2 separate regions of the Mus musculus genome follow, and region 1 is linked to region 2. A link is a contact called in public promoter capture Hi-C data. All regions are on one chromosome and are shown on one strand. The core of a region is the stretch at or near the end of the contact, and the rest is flanking DNA. Distances in the headings are between cores, read along the strand shown.

Region 1 (5,762 bases), core at 2,321-4,820, 330 kb before region 2:
GTAGAGACCCAAGTATGTGCACATTCAGGATCACAGCTTCTTTTTATTAGATATTTTCTTCATTTACATTTCAAATGCTATCCCAAAAGTCTCCTATACCTTTCCCCCACCCCGCTCCCCTACCCACCCACTCCCACTTCTTGGTCCTGGAGTTCCCCTGTACTGGGGCATATAAAGTTTGCTAGACCAAGGGGCCTCTCTTCCCAATGATGGCCGACTAGGCCATCTTCTGCTACATATGCAGCTAGAGACATGAGCTCTAGGGGTACTGGTTAGTTCTTATTGTTGTTCCACCTATAGGGTTGCAGACCCCTTCAGCTCCTTGGGTACTTTCTCTAGCTCCTCCAGGGGGCCCTGTGTTCCATCCTATAAGTGACTGTGAGCATCCACTTCTGTATTTGCCAGGCACTGGCAAAGCCTCACAGGAGACAGCTATATCAGGGTCCTTTCAGCAAAATCTTGCTGGCGTATGCAATAGTGTCTGCATTTGGTGGCTGATTATGGGATGGATCCCCGGGTGGGGCGGTCTCTGGATGGTCCATCCTTTCATCTTAGCTCCAAACTTTGTCTCTGCAACTCCTTCCATGGATATTTTATTCCCTATTCTAGGGAGGAATGAAGTATCCACACGTTGGTCTTCCTTCTTCTTGATTTTGTGTGTTTTGAAAATTGTATCTTGGGTATTCTAGGTTTCTGGGCTAATATCCACTTATCAGGCTCACAGTTTCAATCTTATGACATCAAGTGTTTTCTGAGTCTCTGTGCTCACTAGATGCTAGCCAGATATGGATACAAATCCACTCACTTACTTTGCCATAACCAAGTCTTAGTTTCTTTATCTGAAAAATGATGAGGTGTGGTAATTCAATAAGGCAAGTGTGTGTGGCATAGAGCTCATTTTCCTTGATGGTAAAAACTATAAAAAGTAATAGATCAAATTCCTGCAATGGACACCAAAATAAAAGAATATATTTAGTTAAATTGTCTTACAATTGGCTAAATAATATATTGCATCTTAGAAAATGATATTCTACTTTTTATAGCAAATGGATAAAATTAAATACCAAGAACACATTCGGGAATCTTCACCTCAAAAATCACACACAAAGTACTTTAAGAAACTTAAACTTTTTATCCCTTTTCTGAATAGGACCGTGAAGAAAATTTCCGTATAACCAGTGAAGATACCAATAGAAATGTTTTATGGTGGGCTTTTGCACAAATATTGATCTTTATCTCAGTTGGAATTTTTCAAATGAAACACCTTAAAGATTTCTTCATAGCTAAGAAGCTTGTTTAAAATACTGTAAGTGAAAGCAAATAACTTGTACAATATTTGAGTTAATAAACCAAAATACGTGTATAAATGTGTTATTTTCTTATTTAAAAGATATTAGATATTGAAGTTAACATTATAAAATGGAATTCCTGGGTTTTTTTAATGTTACTTTAATAATGTAGTTTTTGGATGTGGTAAAAATAAACATATCACTTTAAGTTAAACTTGATATAAATCAGCAACAACCAATAAGCTACAGATGCAATTTGAAGTTATTTGGTCACATCACACATTTAAAAAGGATTTTACATATATTCTTTATCTCTCTCTCTCTATCTATCTCTATCTCTCTTTCTGCAAGTGGGTCCTTCTCTTTTTCTCTTCCCCTTGCCCCCTTATCCCCATGACAACTTCCCTGGCCTCAGTCCTTGGGGCCAGTGAACAGCTTCCCAGCTTCCCAATAAATCTGCCTTTAATATTGAAAAAAAAAAAAAGGATCTTACAAAAGGTAACAATTTCAACCCTTGTGGAGCCAGGTGGCGGTGGTGCTGCTGGCAATGCCTATAATCCCATCACTTGGGAGGCAGAGACAGGTGGATCTCTGATTTCAAGGCCAGGTGAGTCTACAGAGTAAGTTTCAGAACTTCCAGGACTACACAAAAGACCTTTCCCCAAAAAGGGGGTGGGGACAAGGAATATATATATAAATATAAATGTATGGCATATATTATATAGTTAATGTGACATATCAAAATACTATCAGGCAGAGCATGTGACATGGGCCTCTACTGCTACTCCTAAGGAAGCTGAAGCAGGAGGATCCCTAGAGCCCCCAAGTAGAGACCAGACTGACAGCAGACTGTGTTAGTCACTGTTCTATTGATGTGAAGAGACCATGAACAAGGCAACTCTTATAAAAGAACACATTTAATTGGGAGTTTGTGTACATAGGTTTAATCTATTATCATCATGTTGGGGAGCATGGCGGCATGCAGGCAGGAGCAGTAGCTGAGAGTTATATCTTGATCCATAGGTGGGGCGGAGGTAGGGGTGGGGGTTGGAAGGGTGGGGGAACTGGATCTGACATGGGCTTTTGAAAGTGGTAGAGGTGTCCACACACCTCCTAATTCTTATAATCCTTTCAAATAGTGCCACTCCCTCTTGACTAAGCATTTAAATATATGAGCCTATGGAGACTATTCTTACTCAAACCACTTCAGAGACCCTTTCTCATAAACATGACAGTACAACACAAAGAAACAAAACTAACTTTAATGTACACTCAATAAAAAGAAGATATTTTGTATCTTATTAGTCATACTAAGTTTGTAAACCTGGGTTCTATGCTATGCCCACAGCATAATTTGGACCTCTAATTTTTTAAGGGCCTGATGAAACGCACAACTGCAGTACTGCACAGATCAAATACATCCTTTCCTCAAATTATTTCATTAAGAAACATTCACCTGAATCTCTACTTTTTCCTAATTCCTTGAAAGACAGTAAACTTTTCTCCATACAAGTAAATAGCCCAGGAATTTTCTCACACAACCTCTACATATCCATGCACACTTACGAAGAAGGGAGAAAAGATATCCAAAATTATGTAAGAAACACAACTATTAAAGTAATTTTAATTTTGAAATAAAATTATCACCAAAAATTAGCCCCTTCCACTATCTGTTGTTTTAAATGGGGGGTGGGGGGAGAATGACCCTCCCTAAAGTAAACCCTTTCTTGTGAACATAGTAACAACCAGGAATCTCTGTCCTGCTCTGACACACTTCTGTCCCATGTCCAAATGCAATCCCTCCCAAGCATTCATTGTTCCCTGGGTACTTCTAGTTCCCCTAGCCCACCTCCATCCTCCTGGTGGTCCTTTCCTCCTACCCTGCTAGGAACCTATGGTTCTTCTTGATTTTTGTGGTTCCCCGGTTTTCTCTCCTCTCCATTATGGTGTGTACAAATGTCCCTGGGCCTGTCTCTACCGTGAGGCCTGATCCAACCAGACTCCCTCAATATCCACTACCCTAACCCAGCTTCACCCAGCTTCCTTAGCAACAAACTTCTTCGTGGTGGGCAACAAGCCACTGTCCTTGCCCCACATCGCCAAGCTTTCCTCCGCCACCAAGACGACGGCCTTTCTTTGCCTCCGTACTTTTGGCCCTGGCTTCCCCACAGGATTGGTTCTGTATCGGTTTGGGCGGGAAGGCGCGGCCTTGTACGCATGCGCTGGAATGAACGCAGGCGCAGAGCTGCCTTTCTAAGCTGAGCCGTGCGTTCCTACTTCAGTGGCCTCGCTGGCCTCGCGCGAGTCTCACGTGGGTCCTCGGTCATGGCCAGCTGGGTGTTCTGTAATCGCTGTTTCCAGTCGCCGCACAGGAAGTCGTCCTTCAGCCTGACCAGCTGCGGGCACGTGTACTGCCACTCCTGCCTCCTCAAAGGTCCGCGTATTCCGGGCGGGCGAAATGGGCCAAAAAGGCTCGCTGGCCGGGCTCACAGCGTGGCTTCACTCCCGTGGGTGGGACAGAGGCGAGGGACCTCAGTGGGTCTGTGCAACTCCATGACCACCAAACCCCTGCAGGGAGACGAAGCAGGAACTCCAGAAAGCCAGCTGCATATTTCGCATCTGGTGGGAAGCTAGTTTGCAGCAGTCAGTTAACCAGATGTGAATATTGTTGTTGAAGTAAAGCCTGGGGGGTGGGGGGAGAGAGCCGGGGGCCGCATGCGTACAAAGCAGTGGGAAGTGACCGACCTATTTAATTTGGCGAGTAAAGGGACAGGTACACCACCAGCCCTCGGAAAATTCTTGTAGACTGCGGTTTCATTTTGTTGTCCAGCCTTATCTTAATTCTCTAGGACTTTATGTATATTATTTAGTATGACCTTTGTACACGTAGGTGCCACATTTATATGGAACTCTACTGTGTGATCACACGCCAACTTATTCATTCATTAGTTGAGCTAACATAAGTGGTTTCCAGATTTGTAAGTAGCAAATGCTGCTACTATGAAAACTCTGGCTATGTATTTGTTGAGTGTAGGTACACGTGTGCAACCAGGGGTAGAATGTCTGGGTTTCTGGTGTATACTCTAAGAGGAAGTGGTTTGGGAAAGAAGAGGTAGGTGAAATGGGCTTAATTCAAGGAAGCAAGGAGCTGAACTCTTTTGCTGGTGGATGCTGGAACAGAGATCAGCCAGGGTAAACTGGTAAGCTCATTTTAGACCAGTAGTTTTAAATCTTCCTAATGCTACAGCCCTTTAATACAGTTCCTCATGTTGTAATCCCCAACCATAAAATTATTTTTGTTGCTATTTCAGGGTTAGAGTCCTGCAATGAACCATAATGTAAATATCTGTGTTTTCATATGGTCTTAGGTAACCCCAGAGGGGTCACTACCCACAGGTTGAGAATTGACACCTTAGACCCTGTTTTGTTTGAGCTCTCTAGAGAAGAAACAGGAGGTAGTCCTGAATGGGAAATCTGGAATTCAAAAGAGTCAGGAATATTAATGGTGAATCAGTAGCATGTAAGTAAATGCCAAATGATTAGGCAATTGGAAAATACTACCTCCTTGGGAAATGTATTTTATAGGTGGCAAGGAGACAGAAGAAAGATGTTGGATTAAGAAGGAAGTAAAGGTCTTGATGACCTAGATTTTCCCCTAAGGTCAAAGAATTGGTGTTTGAAAATATCTACTGGGTCAGTGGTAGAAGTCACCAATGACTTAAAATAACCTAAAGTTAGAATAGTAAAGATATATACCTTCATGGTTGTAAATTACAAAGCCCCCAACACTGTTCTGTGTGACTAGTTTGAGGCTTTGGGTGGTACACAGCCAGGTGTTTCTGGTCCTTGAATCATGAGGTCAACATAGGTTCCAGTACCCTGAAGTTATTCTTCCAAAACCACAGTTACTGCATGTAGAAAGTATGTCAACACCAGAGACACACAAAAGAAGTCAGAGGAAAAGGATAGGGAGTTCTAGACAGAATCTTAACTTAGCTCATGTTAGATCCATGTTCATACAGTCTTGCTAAACTCTGGTGTATCTTCCAGACTTTTTCAGGTAACACAAATTTCTTAAATCTTTCCTTATTTTTATACATATGGGTGTTTTGCTTCCATGTATGTTTGTACACCATGTTTGTGCCAGGTATCCGCAAGGTCATTGACTCTCCTAGGATTGGAGATACAGAAGGTTGTGAGCTACCATATGGATCCTGAGAGTTGAACTCAGGTCCTCTAAAAGAACAACTAGTTCTTAACTGCTGAGTCATCTCTCTGGCTCTTGATGGCAATTTCTCTCTCTCTCTCTCTCTCTCTCTCTCACACACACACACACACACACACACACACACACACACTGTGGGGGATGTCAAAGGACTGTCTGTAGGAGTTGTTTCTCTCCCTCCACCATATGGGTTACATAGATTGAACTCATGTCATCATACTTAGTAGCAAATGTCTTTACCAAAGATG
Region 2 (6,445 bases), core at 3,116-5,615:
GTAAATATCAGATTTCATTACAGAAGCTGATGGTATGCCTACATAGTAGAGAGATTAGCATGGTCTGTACAAAGATCTGTGTTCAACCCTCATTAGCACACACAGATAACCCAATACTATCTCACAGCACACTTAAGCAGAAAGTTCCTAATACTACACATACAAATGAGAAAACCAAAGACTTCACTTTTTAAAAAAAATTTTTTTTCAAAAAGATATATTTATTATGTATACAGCAGTCTGTCTGAATGTGTGTCTGCAGACCAGAAGAGGGCACCAGATCTCATTATAGGTGGTTGTGAGCCACCATGACATTGCTGGAAATTGAACTCAGGACCTCTGGAAGAGCAGCCAGTACTCTTAACCTCTGACCCACTTCTCCAGCCCAAGATTTCACTTAAGAGACTAATAGGTTCGGAGCCATGCAGTTCTGTGGTGGGCTACAGACACTTTCTGGCTTCCATTTTGGAGCTTCTAAGAATTTGGGGGCTTGATGGGAAAGGGAAGAAGTGGATGGACATCTGGGGGCCTTACTATAGGAAGAGCCCACATAACAGTGGCCAGAGACCTCTCTTGAAAAGGAAACAGAAAGGCTCACATTCTAGCAATGGATGCCTTCCATGGCCATGAGGTTGGTGTCACAGTCTATCAGTTTGAGGTACCTGAGAGCCTGGATCCTGATATGCTGACATGGTCCCTGCAGGGGGTGGGCATCATGTGTGGTTTTCAAGCAGGTGAGTCCTGATTAGATTAGTGAGGCACAGGTGAGTCACTGGATAGATACAGGAGGGAGGCATGCTGTTGGAACCAAATAGTTCTGGGAGGCTCTACACAGCTGTTTGTGGGTGCCTGACAGCCTGGGTGGAGGAGTGCCCCACAGCTGAAGGGTTGGTCTTTCCTCCACCCTTGTTTTTCTAAGATACAGCCAGTCAGTCATTACCCAAACATTTGGAATAGACAGATGGAGGCCCTGGCCCTCAACATCCTCAACGCTCTCTGGGAAGAGCAGATGAACACTAAATAAATAACCAAGCAGGGCTCCTGATATTATTCCTGATAGTTTCCCAGAAAAAAGGGGCCTTGCCTCATGCTCCAACTGTAGCAATTACTTAATTTTTGACAAGATACTATCTGGGGGAAGACAAACTGGCCTAAGAATGTTGGTTTGAGATGCTGGAAGAAATTAGAAGTAGGCTTTAAATGGAGGGAGACACTGAACATAGACTTCACCATGAATAGGGATTGAATGATAAGCCCCTGAAGATCACTAGCAAGAAGATGCCAGGCTTCCTTTTGTGATTGCCAAGGACATCTCCCACATGTAGTTCTCTCTAAGGTGTGAGGATGGTAACTTGTTGAGATTTAAGCAAAATGGTTACGTCAAATAGGAAAGTATAAAAAGTCAACATTTGCAAACAAATGCAGGTCCTATGTCACAGAGTTTCTGACAATTAAATTTGCTGTGTTGAAATAATTGTAGATTCTACACACTACACACACACACACACACACACACAAAGAGTTATATAATTATTGTGTTGGTTTGTTTTTGGTTGCTGTGATGAAATGCTTGAGTCTGGGTAACCTTGCCAGAAAAGAGCTTTTGTTTGGTACACAATGCTGGAGGTTCAAACATTTGGCACAGCTGTCATCTCAATGCTAGTGAGTACCTATTGGTGAATTCAATAAAGAAGGGAGCATTACTAGAGGGAGTGATCACACTGGCAGACAGGAAGCCAGAGTGAGTGGAGAGGGCAAAGTTTCTAGCACGATAACACTTGGGAAACACACCCAGATCAGAGCAAACCATTACAAATGGAAGCACACAGTATATAACCTTTTTTTTTTTTTTTTTTTTTTTTGAGACAGGGTTTCTCTGTATAGTCCCAGCTGTCCTGGAACTCACTCTGTAGACCAGGCTGGCCTTGAACTCAGAAATCCGCCTGCCTCTGCCTCCCAAGTGCTGGGATTAAAGGTGTGCACCACCACTGCTTTTATCCCCTCGCTTTGCCTATCCAGGTTGCTGTACGTATTAGCTCTTCATTCCTGAGTAAACTAGTCCATGGTGCCTATACTTCTGTTTACTCGACTGATCACTGACTGAAGGACACCTGGGTGTTTACACTGTCTTTGATGATCACAAAATGAAGCTGCTGCAGGTTTTTCTCTCTCGTGGATAAAGACTCATGACTGCTTCGGCTGAGTTAGACCATAGCTACATTCTTGGTTTTACAAGAAACTGCCAACTTGTTTTCTATAGACTTCAACATTTAGAATTGTCAGTACTTTTATTTAACACTCTAAAAAAATATGGTATTAGCTCATTGTGGTTTGTTTGTTTTTGCTTTTGTTTTTTGAGATAGGGTTTCTCTGTGTAGACCAGGCTGACCTCGAACTCAAGTTCACCTGAGTGCTAAGATTAAAGGCATGTTCCATCTGGATGGGGATCCAGAGTTCATTGTGGTTTTCATTCAATTTTTTCTGGTGGCTAATGAAGTTAGTCATTAAGCCTTATTTGCCACCTGTTTTTTTTTTTTTTTTTTCTCTTCGGTGTTTTGCCCATATCCTTAATTGGATTTGAAAAACACCATGTAGTAGTCCTTTGTTAGATGTGTGGTTTGCAAATATTTTCTTGTAATCTGTGTGTATAAAAACCTCTTGATAAAAGTCCCGTTAGCCCTAGAGGCCAATTAAGAGAAAACTAATATTAGCTAACATGCTGAGTCTTTCAATATGTGAATAAGGTATACTTGTCCATTTCTCTAGGTTTTTGTTGGTTTCTTTCACAAGCATTGTACAATTTTTAGCATATAGGTGCTATTCCTGTTTATAGCTAAGTATTTTATATATTTTGTTTGTTTTTGTTTTTGTTTTTTTTGAGACAGAGTTTCTCTGTGTAGCCCCGGCTGTCCTGGAACTCACTCTGTAGCCCAGGTTGTCCTCAAACTCACAGAGATCCACCTACCTCTGCCTCCCAAGTGCTGGGATTAAAGGCGTGCACCACCATAGCCTGGCTGCTGAGTATTATTTTTAACCACACTTAGATTATGACTGTTTAATTTTTGTTTTAATTTCCACATCTTCCACATTGGTAGAGTGTTTTAGGAAGGCAGCTGTCGATTGTGTACTGATCTTTCACTTGATAACTTTGTTGAACTCACCTACGTAGCACAAGTGCCCTAAGAGAGTGGATGGAGGCGGATCAAAAGATTTAGAGATGTGACAATACAGGGGGTAACTGTGGTGATGGTCCCATTTGGTGATAGGCTTAGATACTACTTAAACAGGAAGCTGGTGACAGGCAGCTTCCCACCTAAAGCTAGGGCCCTGAACAGAGAAGTCTGAACTGCCCTCTCAATCTCTCAGGTAGAATGTCAAGACATCAAAGTCCCCACCCCAAGGCAGCTCCAGGCCATAGGAGGAGGGCATAGGGGCTTAGGTCTTCAGAGTGAGTGTGAACTATGGCCTGAGGGTAAGCAGGGGTTAGATAGATATGAAAGGAAAGGGCATCAAAGAGGGCAAAGACCACAGGCCTTATCATGGGTCTCAGGGGGACTGGCCCTTGCAGGGCACCACCAGGTTTTTCTCATTTTTCTCCTTACTGGACAGGACTTTACCTACAAATGGGGAAATACATCTGACATGCACACAGCCCCACTAAGAACACACAAAAGGCTGGAACCGCACAATAAGCTTGTTCAGACCCGTATGATTGACAGGTGGTACCATCCAATATTGAAGATAAACAGCAGGAATGCTGGTAGGTTGAGGCCAGCCTAGGCTACAACAGTGAAACTCCTGCTCAAAACTCAAATCCCTAAGCCCAAGAAATGAACAAAAAGGAATGTTAATCCTGAGGGCAAGACCATCGGGATGTGTTTGAAGGAGAGAAAACCTCTTCACTGAGAGAAAGCCACCTCCTGCCTCTGTATGGCCAGTCCCCCTATTCCTCCACAGCACAGCCTGTTCTCTGCCCCACCAGCTGGTCACTCATTCACACTAGTCTGAATAGGGCTTTTGGTACACTGGCCTTCTCTTGAACCAGCCAGGCCAGACACAGTGGCAAGTGTCAGATGACTCTTGTCAACTGCTTTAGGCCAGAGTCAGGCGACAAGGGCAAATTAAAGAGTCTGGAAGCTATCTATCTACTCGCGGGCAGGGATGGTGTAGTTAGGTTCAGCCTTTCCTCGTCCTCCACCCCGCCTCTTTCTCCTCTAGGAGGAGTCTAGTGACAGGCCTAGATTGGAGGCTTTTGGAACTGTTCCGGCTCTCCTCCTCCAGATTGGCCTCAACTTCAACAATTTGGAGGACCTTTAAGGAAATGCAGACTTTGCTGAAGTAGAGACCCACTTCCCGCACCTACCACTGCGAACGTGTTCCTAGTACAGGCCACACACACACTTGTATCCAAGTTACCTCTAAAAGGGAATTTTTCCCCTCCAGTTTCCACCTTGCCGAGTAATTCTGGCTTCTTTCACCAAACTTGTCCTTTGGGGCGGAGACTAACCAGATCATTCCGCCCCGCCCTGCTCCTGGGACAGCCTGCCTACAGCCTCAGCGCGTTGCAGTGTATGAAAGTGGGCGGCCTGCGGACACTGGCATGGCCGGGACTATGGATAGGCTGGAAGACTGCAACAGCCCGGAAACATCTGGGACCGCCGGAGACGCGTTGCCTAGTCCCCGAGTGTATGCGCGTCGCTGGGTCTTTCTGCTGGTGGTCAGCCTCCTGAGCTGCTCCAATGCGATGGTACAAGGGTGCTGGGTCGGGCGGGGCGGGGTCTTTGTAGCAGCCTCAGCGCCAGCAAGACTGTTTTCGTGCGGTCACAGAAAAACGACCTTTCTTCTGGCTCATCAAGTTGTAGAAGAAGGGGCAAATGCCTGTCCTGCCCGATGTGGAGCAGCCAGGGAAACAGGTGTCTTAGGCTCAAGGGTCTCAGCCCTGCAACATGTTGTTTTCTCGAACTATCCCTAGCCCCCAAATGCTGGACCCTTCGTCCTTCCCTCTTCATCCCATCAGGCGCACTTGGACTGCAAGTGGTCCTCCCAAGGCACAGGTACACAGCACTTGAGTTTGAGCGGAGGGAGAGAGAGCGTGGAGCTGCTACCATCAGCTGTTCAATCCTGTTTCTGGTGCTGGATCCGGTACCTGTAAAGGAACTTTGGGTCACATGCGGCCACTCAGCTGGATAGGTAGCATTTGGGCCATACAGCTAAGAATTATAACAAATATAGCACAGACTGTGCCGAGCATGTGGGACCATGAAGCCCACTGGTCACAGTGGAGACCCAGCCAGGATGGTGACACGATCAGGTGTCCAGCACACTAGGGGTTCAGTTGCCAACTGGCATTCCGTGCGAACCAGCAGCAGGTTGAATCGCATGGCCTTTCCTTTTTCCCCCCGGCTGTGCTGGTTGTGAAGAAAGAGCTTTGAGTAAAGGTGTGAATACATGTCATGAGCCTGGAGTATTCTAACTGTGGCAATATCAGAAACTTCTCTCCTGGTAGCTAGCTTTGCTGAGACTTGTTGCTGTGGGTTGGCTCACAGTTCCCCTTTCTAACACTGGGAAACATAACTGGTTTGGGGTAGCTGTCTGAGGACACACGTAGAAATCTACTTGAGTTTTTCCTTTTGTAGATAAGGCAGGTTCCTGGGACACTTGGGTGATGTCCTGCTGTCCTAATGGAGATGGAATATTACCCTGATACTGTGAAATGACATGGTCCCGGCTGGGTCCCCATTATGACCAGTGGGCTTCAAGTTTAGTCATGCTTCCTGGAGCCCCTGATCATTTGTCTGTAGCTAGTGACTGGGTGCCAGGGTTCTGAGAGAGCAGCCTGAGCAGGCAGGCACAACAGGGCTTCCGAAAGACCGGGAGATGGACCAGTGTTTTGGATGGGAAGGAGATCAGGGACTGAGTCAGGGTGAGACTGAGAGCTCGTTGAAGTATTCTCATTCTTACTCTTGTACAGTTAGATGGATGGATTTTTTTCTCCACCCATCTGTTGTCTTACACATGCTAGAGATCTCTCTGCCCACTTTTATGTGGGGCCACAGCTCTGGGAGGAGCAAGGACAACCCCGTGAGACTTGAGATATGGGCTCTGTTTTTCTTGTCTACCACAGCATGTTTTGTAAGCATCCCTGGTCCCCTGTCTGCTCTACGAAGCCAGGCAGGAGGCAGCTAGGCCTGTATCAGCTGCTCTCTAAGATCTGTTTCTTGTGTTGAAAGAAATGCTGCTGTTGCACAACCTGGTGTTTCCCGAAGCTTTGTGGTGGGGAAGCCTGGCACTCTGTTCAGCTCTGGAGGGTGTGACCCTCTGTCATGTTCAGTAGGGTTCATCAGGAACTTTGGTCTGGGGCACACCCTTGTTGGGCCATATATCTATTCTCTCTGCTGCTCTAAGCTTGATGACTCCTTCTCTCCACCCAGCTCCCCATACTTCT

Evidence for each region. Promoter capture Hi-C pulls out the DNA fragments that hold promoters and counts their contacts.
Region 1: a contact with region 2 is called in a promoter capture Hi-C map of stem cell-derived epiblast-like cells, with 4 times the contacts expected there. The contact joins the promoter of Rnf212 here to the promoter of Mfsd7a in region 2. A contact is called at or near these places in 8 of 39 promoter capture datasets (the 3T3-L1 cell line, 3T3-L1-derived adipocytes, cranial neural crest and 4 more) and 1 of 115 datasets of contacts at active chromatin or transcription factors (embryonic stem cells).

Annotation. Positions count from the first base shown.
Region 1 is chr5:108,772,835-108,778,596 of GRCm38.p6, reverse strand. Rnf212 (ring finger protein 212) reads left to right here and starts at 3,570. Exons shown (of 12, transcript NM_001362887.1): 1 at 3,570-3,723. The coding sequence starts at 3,615. It overlaps Tmed11 (transmembrane p24 trafficking protein 11), which reads left to right. Exons shown (of 5, transcript NM_026109.2): 5 at 1,151-1,362. The coding sequence ends at 1,300.
Region 2 is chr5:108,447,020-108,453,464 of GRCm38.p6, reverse strand. Mfsd7a (major facilitator superfamily domain containing 7A) reads left to right here and starts at 4,365. Exons shown (of 10, transcript NM_172883.3): 1 at 4,365-4,747. The coding sequence starts at 4,601.